Linked DNA regions of Gossypium hirsutum: region 2 is linked to region 1. Evidence: chromatin contacts called from public Hi-C data. All regions are on one chromosome and are shown on one strand. The core of a region is the stretch at or near the end of the contact, and the rest is flanking DNA. Distances in the headings are between cores, read along the strand shown. Region 1 holds the start of LOC107909927 (1-aminocyclopropane-1-carboxylate oxidase homolog 4). Region 2 holds the start of LOC107909868.

Evidence for each region. A called contact is a pair of places that touch in the nucleus more often than the background predicts.
Region 2: a contact with region 1 is called in a Hi-C map of hypocotyl, with 3 times the contacts expected there. The contact joins the promoter of LOC107909868 here to the promoter of LOC107909927 in region 1. A contact is called at or near these places in 7 of 34 Hi-C or Micro-C datasets (callus, hypocotyl and leaf).

The regions. Positions count from the first base shown.
Region 1 is chrD02:53,021,280-53,026,276 of Gossypium_hirsutum_v2.1, reverse strand. LOC107909927 (1-aminocyclopropane-1-carboxylate oxidase homolog 4) reads left to right here and starts at 2,190. Exons shown (of 3, transcript XM_041088795.1): 1 at 2,190-2,799; 2 at 3,028-3,415; 3 at 4,066-4,539. The coding sequence starts at 2,363. The coding sequence ends at 4,314.
Region 2 is chrD02:53,209,222-53,214,972 of Gossypium_hirsutum_v2.1, reverse strand. LOC107909868 reads right to left here and starts at 2,272. Exons shown (of 1, transcript XM_016837557.2): 1 at 1,487-2,272. The coding sequence starts at 2,029. The coding sequence ends at 1,637.

The sequences.
Region 1 (4,997 bases), core at 941-3,440:
ATATTTTTGTAAATTTTAAATTATTTGCTAACGTGACATACAAAATAAATAGTGCTATGTCAGTATGAAGCACATGTGAATTGTTACACAAGTTACCATGCCAACATCATTAAAAAATTAATGTTCCAATCAACATTTCAACAAAAAAAATTATTTTACTACTTTTTAAAAGGTGAATGACTAAATTTAGCTAAAAATTGAATAAGGGTCAAATTGACAAAAAAATATAAACATTAAAGGCTAAATATATCATTATGCTTAAAAATAATTTATCTTTTTAGGTTAACCCACAACTTAACCCCAAAATTATAACAAAATTATTACTTTGATACCTAAAAATTTTAATTTACTTCACTTTAGTACCTAAAGTTTCTAAATGTTATATCTATTATTCCAAGACTTAGATCCATTAAAAAATGTTATTACGGCACGCTTATAACATGCCATATCACTTTATTTTTTTCGAAATAAATTTTAAAAAAAAAAGTAGCAAAAAGAAAACGCTAAATTAGTTATATATGCTAACAAAATTTAGAGAAATAGACTGTTTTTAGAGAGTGTATGAAAGTACGTCTAGCTGAGCAGCTTTCTGCCAGTTGGCAAGAAAGCACGCCCAATTGGACGCGTTTTCCCTTTAAGTTGTAATTTTTGACTATTTTAATGCAATCAATTTTTTTGGTCAAATGGTTAAATGTTAGTGGTTTTGTTCTTAAGTCCTAAGTTTGATTTCTCTCCCACTCACATTAGTATTTTTTATTTCATGTTGTTTTAAGTTTTATTATTATTATTATTTTTAATTAATATTTTTAATATATCAACTTCCTTAGTTAAATGTTTAAATATAATAATTTCATCCTTAAGATCCAAGTTCAATTTCCCTTTTCTAAATATATTTGTAATTTTTATTTTTAATTAATAAATATATTATTTTTAATTTTTTATTTTAATTAATCTTTTTAAATATTTTTAATTAATAACTCTGTTATTCATAAAATCAAATAATAAATATCATTTATCATTATGTTAAAAATATTTGAAATTATAACTCATTTATATATAATATAAACATCAACTAAATTTTTTGATATATAATATTTATATGTCAAATGCATGTATATTGTGGGTATGGTGATTTCTAATATTATAAAATAAAAAATTTATTTCAAATATAATTATTATTTTTATATGTAAAATATTTAAAATATCATTGTTTTTATCTACATTATGTGTATGACATTTCAAATATTTTTATAAGTGAAATATTTCAATTAGTTATTTCAAATATCATTATGTTTATATGTGAAATATTTTAATTACCCGTACAAAAATATAATACTAAAATTTACTACACTCATAATATGAATTGAAAAATAAATATCACACATATAAAAATTATATTTACTAAAAATAATAATAATTTTAATAATTATTTGATTTTATGAGTAAAAGAGTTATTATTTAAAAAGATGAATTAAAATAAAAAATTTTGAAAACAATATATTTATTAATTAAAAATAAAATAAAAAAGCTTGAAACAACATGAAATAAAAATTACAAATGTGTTTAGAAAAGGAGAATTGAACCTGGGTTTCAAGGATAAAATTATTATTTAACCATTTAACTAAAGAAGTTAGTATATTAAAAATAAAAAAAAAGGTTCAAAACAACATAAAATTAAAAATACAAATGTGAGTAGGAGAGGAATTGAACCTAGAACTCAACGACAAAACTACTAACATTTAACCATCAAACAAAAAAAACCAATTGTATCAAAAAAAGTCAAAAATTGCAACTTAAAAGGAAATCGCATCTAGTTGGGCGCAGTTTCATGTTCTCTCTTTAAAAACGAATTATTTCTCTAAATTTTCAAAAAATCGACCTATTTAACTAATAAACTTTTTGTTTTTGGCATATATGGACTATTTGACCCAAAAGAAATTCAAATTATTTTTAAAAAAACATGCATAAAATTCAAAGAAGGAAACATTCATAAAAATAGAAAAAAGCAAAAAATAATATAGATATATAAATATCTATGGTACTTTTTTTCCTTTGAAATTTTGCTTCCTTTAATTTTATTTTTTTATAAGATTTATTTTTTAAAATTACATTTTTATAATTTTAGCCTCAAAATACTGTAAGAAATATTTTAATTTAGCAATATATCATGTTTCATGTGTAGTCCTAATATAGTTGGTGTGACCCAGGATGGAAAGTTTGAAAGAAAAGACAAGGTACGTGGGGCAGGCAAGTACAATAGCGTGGAGATGTATCTTGCTAATTGCTATTTTATAAACTTAGTTCTTAAGTTACAAATCTTCCTTCCCACAGCTTCACTTCATTTGTTAGCTGAAGAAAAAGAATGGCGACAACTGTGGATTCCGGAAACCAGTACGATAGAGCCGAAGAAGTAAAAAGATTCGATGACTCAAAAATCGGAGTAAAAGGGCTAGTCGATTCTGGTCTCACCACTATCCCTCGCATCTTCGTTCACCCACCCGAAACTTTATCCGACCTCAAACCCAAACCCAAGTCGGTTGCCATACCCACCATCGACCTCTCGGGGACCCGTTCGACGGTCGTGGAGCAAGTAGCCGCTGCATCTCGATCATTTGGGTTCTTTCAGATTGTAAACCATGGAATTCCCGTCCAGGTTCTTGACCGTATGATCGCTTCCATCAGAGCCTTCCATGAGCTGCCCACCGACGTCAAGGCCAGGTTCTACCGTCGTGACGCCGGAACCGGTGTATCCTTCATTTCCAACGTTGACTTGTTCCACTCTAAAGCGGCTAGCTGGAGGTATCTTATCCATTTGTGTTTTGTGGAATTGGGTTATCTTTTCCTCCCAATTTTGATTGATATATTCGTATCAATAGTAGATGATAGTGTTTGGCTTTGATTGAAAATTAGGTATTTTTTAGAAGAGATTCAAGCAAAATTAAAGAGCAAAACAAACCCAATTTTGACCAAAATAATTCTGGATAGGATTCACACATTGAAAATTGAAAATTTTGGGTGAAATGATAGGGATACACTCCAGATAAGACTAGGACCTACTCTCCCGGAGCTTGAGCACATTCCGGAGGTTTGTAGAGACGAAGTGGTTCAATGGAACTTACATTCGACAACATTAGGAGAGCAGCTGATGGGGTTATTGTCGGAAGGGCTGGGATTGGATAAGGATACCATCAAGAATACTACATGTTTGGATGCAAGAGTAATGGTTGGGCACTACTATCCATGCTGCCCCCAGCCTGATCTGACTGTGGGCATCGCATCACATACAGATCCGGGAGTGTTAACTTTGTTGCTGCAGGATCACACTGGTGGGCTGCAGATTAAGCATGAAGGGGAGTGGGTGGATGTCAAGCCTGTTCATGGAGCTCTTGTTATAAACATTGCAGATATTCTTCAGGTAAGGCCTTTTAGAGGCTGAAAGCCTAAATTACAACATTAGAGAATAAATTTTACATTATTGAAGTTCCATTGGATAGAATGGTAGCAGTTAGTTCTGCTTTCAACTTGGAGAATTGATGTTTCTTACCCTCCCAACATCTGATTGAAGCATTGCCCTTTCAAATTTTAATAAATTGAAAACTTTTAATTTTTATTACTTTTTAATAAAAAATTGTAAAAAATATTAAAACCCAAAAAAAATCATGAAAACTTATAGAAATTCAAGAAATCAATAAAAATATTAAAAAATTATATTTCAACATAAAATATAGAACCATCCTTTTTGTGATTCCATTCAATTTAATCTTGTGGTCGAGCTGAGTTTGATCTTTATATTTTCTACTACAATATTTGCAGAAGAATGGTTTGTGATAAATTTTACATGCATCTAACCCTAGGGCAATCAGCCTGTAAGTGAGAAAAATCAACTTAGCTATAAGATTAAATCAATGTAGCTTCTCGTCTGAATCAAGCCGGGTGAATATGCATTCTACTAAAAGTAAAATATGAGCCTAATAGAAGTTGAAATATTGTTGTCTTTGTAATTATTGGAACTGCTAATGATTTTATTTGTTGCTACGAATGGTGGTGCTTTGCGGCAATTTCCAGATAATGTCGAATGATGAGTATAAAAGTGTGGAGCACAGAGTGCTGGCAAATCCTTCCGAAGAAGCCCGAGTATCGATCGCTGTTTTCTTCAACCCAAGTGCCAGGGAAGCCTTATATGGACCATTTGCTGAACTTACTTCACCAGAGAAACCAGCCCACTATCGTCAGTTTATATATAATGACTACATGAGAAGGTTCTTCACCAAGGAACTGGATGGGAAAACTTTGACAAATTTCTATAAGCTGTAAGAGGATATATATATACATAATACTTTGTAGCTTTTAATGTAAGACTATTATGCAATATTAGACTCTTCTATTTTTATGGCAATGTACAATAAGAAAGTTGGATAATCGTAGTTTTCACATCACCATACTGTGTTTCTGTTAGTGATTGAAGGTTATGGTTGCTAGTTGAAAATTAATGTCCTATGAGTTGAAAGTAATAAAAATTTTATGGTTATTATTAGCAAACACCTGCCTTTCCATCTGCTCTGTTACATCTTTTATGGTTTTTTTTTTGTTTTTTTAATTGGACATCAGCATTAACAACACTTTCTCTAAGACTACTGTTGTTGGGTTCAATTCAATTCCTCACAAACAAAAATGTACCACCAATAAACTAAATACTTGTCAAATTACTACCGTTGGAATTATAAGCAAACTGCAATAAAATAAAAGGAAAAAGAAATAAGATAATAATTTATTCATAATATTTAAAGTTTGTATTTATAAACATTAAGAGTTATACATCTTCTTAATAGACATCTGAGTCTTAAAGTTGAACCAACATCTTATTCTAATGTACATCCACTTTATGTAATAAATATATTTATAGCACTTTTCTTTGAATACTCATTGATAGATAATATGTTTCGTTAAAACTTTAACAAGATAAAAACCTTTGAAAGAAAAAGTTTCTTAATGAATGA
Region 2 (5,751 bases), core at 1,023-3,522, 190 kb before region 1:
AATAGGCACAGGGCAAAAGATCAATCCCTTAATAAAAAAAAGGACCCATTCTAATAAAAAAAAGGACCCATGAGAATGGATCCTTTCTCCCTCCTAACAACTAGTTTTTGTAAAGGATACATCCCTCTTACAATTATATATTCTAAACTTAAATACAATTTTCACCCAAAAAGCAAGAATGAAGAAAATTTCATTAACGATTTATTTGTTTTCATCTTTCTCTTGTATTGCATATTTTTGTAGGAGCTCAACTCTATATTTTAGTAGGCTTAAACCCTTATCTAAATAGAAGTGGAGAGGTCCTAGTTCAGCGTTGAGATTGTAATATGTCAATCCAATACTGTATTTTTAGATAGTCTCCTCTAATATTGATTTTTTGCTAATATGTAATACGTGATACATGCAATTTTTCCATTTCTATTCTACCCTAACGTGAAGATGCAAAGTGTTATGTTTGTCGAAGATCTAAAGGTGAAAGGCAAAAGCATATAAGATAAAAGGTTAACAATAATATAATATATATACATATATATATTTATCTTTGGCAATAGACCAAATATTGATTTCAAAAGAGAATGATGGCCAAGCAAATTTAACCTAATTTGAGAATGAAAAAAACAAAACTTACATTAAAAAACAATTTAAAAATAAGTGGAACTTGGCATGAAGAAACTCAAAAGGAAAAATAGTAAGTAGAATCCTATAAAAGAAATAGTAATGTTTTTAAGGAAAGAACTGAGTAAAACATTAAAATTATAGAATCGTTTACAAGGACACAAGCTGATTCAAAGATGAAAGATTTGATTTTTTATATCTAAAATACTTAAAAACTTATATTAAATTATTTGGATATCATTCAAACAAACAAATATTTAATATTAATCTAAAATCAGCCTCAAGTTTGTCCATTTGGTATGACATGCATTATAGAAGCAAGTTCCCTATGTTGGACATCCTCCAAATACCCTTTCCCTCTTTTACCACTTACCACCAACCACAATGGACAGATTTTAAGCCGCAATCTCCAACACCTCAGTTCACATAGTGATGCTCAATTTCTTTCAACTTACTAAACCCATGTTCGACCACCAAATTCCTAAACCTGCTACTTATTTTAATGGAACAAACTAGAAAGCACCAAAATGACAACATAAAGAATAAATTCCTTAGATCATCCTGACATGGATTTGATGCTTCTAATTACACATCAGGTTCTGAAAACAGTCTGATTGAACAGTAACAACCTATGAACTTCAGCCTCAATTAGTATACACAAATGGCAGGCACTGAACTCGATAATATGAATACTACACCCACTCCCAAATGATAATTAACTTGTTTTACTTAAAAATTGCAGCTACATATTACCAAAACCTCAATTGCAATTCAAAAAGTAGCCATCATCTATGTTGAATCAAAAACAAAATCATAAGAGAGCATAATTTTAACCAAAAGCCTAACAAATTACAACTTGAGAAAACAGAGATTAAACAATATGACCATGTAATTCTTGTAAGATAATAAAATCCTTCATAGTAGCCAAACACAACAGAGAGGGAATTCTAAATTTAAAACATCACAACAAAAAGTGTAGCCCAAACACAAGCGTTGTAAAAAAAAAAAGCACTTATCTCACTCAATCCCGATTTTTAAGCCTCTCAAGGCGCTGATTCAACTGCTCGACCTTAACAACAAGGCCAGTAACAGAGTAAAGAAGCCAATAGAAAAGGAGAGCGGCGGCTATGAGAAGCGCGTTGCGTTGGCTCTTCATAATGGATTTCTGGTGACGGAGATGCTCGGAAGGAGTACAAGAATCGCCCTCACAGCTAGGCCGTGTCTCGTATTTCCAGTAAATATCCATCAGAAGGAAGAGGCAAAACGGGACCACCGACAAGAAGGGTTTGAGGAGGCCACGAGTGACGGCGATCAAGCCCTTACGGAGACCGTCGAGGCCAGGTAGCGTGAGGAGGAGAACCATGATGGCTTCTGCACCCGCGGCGTAGCCAAGCACTACCCATTCTAGCGCCATTTTCAGTTTGGGGGGGATTAGATCTGATATGGAGGAAGCGGAGGTGGCTTTAGGGGTTGGGCGGTTTAGAATGTTCTTTGCTTTGCCTCGGGGGAGGTGGGCAGAAATGGAGAAAGGAGGGACAGGTGGAGTGTTGTGGCATTGTGTGTGAGGAGCAATAACACATGGCTGCTTAATAAGGATTTGGGGTTTTATAAGATTCGGATTATTAGGCCCAATTCAAGTTCAAAGGTTAAGGATTTGGGCCCTTTTAAAGACTTGCCAAGTGTACCATATTTAAAGGAAGAAATACTGGATTCAAGTCAATAACTTTTGGATTTATAGTTGACGTAAATGTGGGTGAACAAATACATATAATAAAAGGAAACACTAACACTGCTTTGGAGTCAAGCTCAAATCCTATGTTTTTAATCCAAGCAAAACGCTATTGATTCAACAAGCTGAGCATCCAAATGCCCTGTCAAGTGGCTCCTTCTGCCACAAAACCCGCATCTTGGCGAACGTGAAAGCTGCAAAAAATCATCAGCAAAAGCAATAAGATGATCATGATTGAAGTCTTTGTGTTGCCATACCCATAGAGAGGTGAGGAGTCAATTCCTAGCGCCACCGAATCTCCCATCAAAGCAACCTATTATAAAACCAGAGAGAGATTGATTGTCAACACAGACAGAAAGCTTGTCCCATATCGATCTTGCCTTAAAGCAATGCAATAGTACGTGCTCAATATCCTCCGGCAACCTGTACCGCTCACATGGATACCCTTCCAATCAAGCAACACATCGCACGTGATAAAACTTGTCAAACACCTCCAGCGAAAATCTTTCACCTTAGGAGGCAAGTCACAATTCCAAATGCTTTGCCAACACCCCGTAACAGACAGATTCGGAACAGCAGTAAGCTATTAACATCCACCCTATAGCCCGACTTCACACTCTACTCATCCCATTAGAAGGTTTGAAATACTAAGCGGAAGCTTTAAACTTCTGTCCACATCTGAAGGTGCAAAGATTCCTCTGATAACAACATCTCAAGCCGTTCCATCAAATTTGCAGGGGTGAGATATGCATGTAAAGAAGGACGACTAGCATGATAGAAGAAGATATGCATGTAAAGCAACAGGGTGAATAAAAGTTGTGATTTAATTCATACTTACGATTTTCCCAATTTCAATTAAATCTTTATATATATATAAACCAAAAATAAACATACTTTTACGTGGAGGACCTAATTTTTGACGTATAAATAGCTTAAAGTTTTGTCATGTATTATATCATTTAATTTTAGGGTAAACTAACAAAATAATCACTTTTGTTTACCTCATATTACATTTTATTCACTTATGTTTGAAATGTTACGTTTTAGTCCCTTACGTTAACGCATTGTGACATTTTAGTCACTGAGCCATTAATTGCCATTAATGGTGTAACGGTAAGCTAATGTAGCACGTTAAATCATCATTTCAAATAAAAATTTTAGGTCAAATTATACAATTGGTCCCCATATTCTTTCATTTTGAGCAAATTTAATTTTTTTTCTTTTATGTTCTTTTAACTTTCTTTTTTTTTCTTTATTTTTCATTCTCTTCTGCTTCTCCCTTTGTTTTCCTCCCTTCTCCATCTCTTTTAACTTAGTTTTTCTATGTTTTCCATTTGTTAAAACTAGTCCCTATACTTTTATTTTTTTGAACAATTTAATTTTTTCTTTTTATTTCTTTATTATCTTTTTCTTCTTCTCCTTTAGTTTTAACAAATAGAAAACATAGAAAAACTATATTAAAAGAGATGAAGAAGGGAGGAAAACAAAGGAAGAAGTTGAAGTGAATGAAAAAAAAAGGAAAGTTAAAAGAACATAAAAGAAAAAAATAAATTGCTCAAAACGAAAAGTGTGAGGACCAATTGTATAATTTAACATAAAATTTTTAGTTGAAATGATGATTTAACATGTCACGTCAGCTTACCGTTACACCGTTAATGGCAATTAATGGCTCAATGACTAAAATGTTACAACACATTAACATAAGTGACTAAAATGTAACTTGAGGTAAACAAAAGTGTCTATTTTGGTAGTTTACCCTTAATTTTATATGTTTTTTCTTTCAAGAAACAATTATACGGTTATATGAAAATTGTTTGATATATATTAATATCTTTTTGAATTAGCATCTATAGATTTATAACTTATCATTATTTACCAACAATCATTAACTTTTTTCCATAAAAACTCTTTTATCTTAGGGATAAATATCAATTTTATGTGCACACTTTAATTTAACTTTGATTTGGTGTAATTATACACATGAAACTTGAATTCTGGTTCATATCACATTTAAAAAAAATGAAAGATTAATATAATTGCTTGCGTATGCAATATATCAACATGAAATGGTGCTAATTCGATAATGTTGTTAGTGATTTGTAAAAATTTCATATATAAAATCGCATAAAACCAAAGTTCATATATGATGTTGCACATTGAATCAAAATTCATGTATAGTTTTGATATTTATCTTTATATATGAAAATTAGTGATGTGTGATGTATGTATAGTTTAATTTAGTTTGACATTTTAATTGATTTACCATTTAATTCACAAATGAAAATACGAAGACAATGGTGTGATTTCTTTATAAAGGTTAAAATACCGACTATGAATTTGTATATGCTATCACACAAATTTTCAAATTATTCTTTCAATTAATTTCAAAAAATCAATTGTATGATTTTTTTTATTTAAATTTCAACTATCAATTAGACATAACCAATTTAATCTATTTATATTAATATTTATACTATTGCCATATAAAATCATATTTACAAAATTCCTTTTAAAATATTTTCAAGACTTTCAAATACTCAAAATCTTGTTGCTCTTTATCATTTTTGAGATAACCTACAAGCATTTTCAGGCCTAAGATCGATCCCTGCTAAGGTAGGATTGGTCATCTAATAACTTTTTGTAGAAGGGCAAGACATTGATCCTCCGACTGATTCCCCTTTTGTAAATGGCTAGTTGTTTTTTATTATTCTCTTTGTGGAACAATACTTTAATGCTTTAAATGATTAGAAATCAATGAGAGAATGTAAATAAAAGTCTCCTAACATTAAAAAGAAGACAAGAAACAAAGTTAAAAATATCAAAGAGCAAATATTCAAAGATTTCATCTTTTATTCTTCTTATATTCAAATTTCATTTGTAATTACTCATTGGGTTGAGTTCTTAGCATTTGTGCAAGTGTTTAGTTTGATTCAAAAGTGTTTACTCTTGCAAACCAATACTTTTGAGGAAGCCATTTATTGTTTGCTATTTTATTTCCTTTATTTTTTAGATTACTTAATATTAGTGGGTAGAAAATTTTAAGGGCATTTTAGAGGTTATATCTTTCCCTTCAAAAGATACGATGTTTACAAAAGTTATACCTTGCCCTTTAAAGTATCGATTCAAATAGAGTGAATTTGAAAAAATTTTAGCAAAGAAAAGGCAATTGAGATTGAACCACTATAAATATTAGTCTCTATTGATTTATGATCTTCTTAGATTTTTATTTAAGATTTCTTGGTTCTATTAAGCTTTTAGTTGGTATCAAAGCTAGAACTTTAGTGATGGTTTTGCAACCAAGCGAAAAGATCCACAAGAAGCTCAAAATGAAAATAAAAAAAACAAGAAGTTACTTGCATGGAGGAAGTTTATCTCATGGCCTTTGAGTCAAATTCAATTATGTTAGG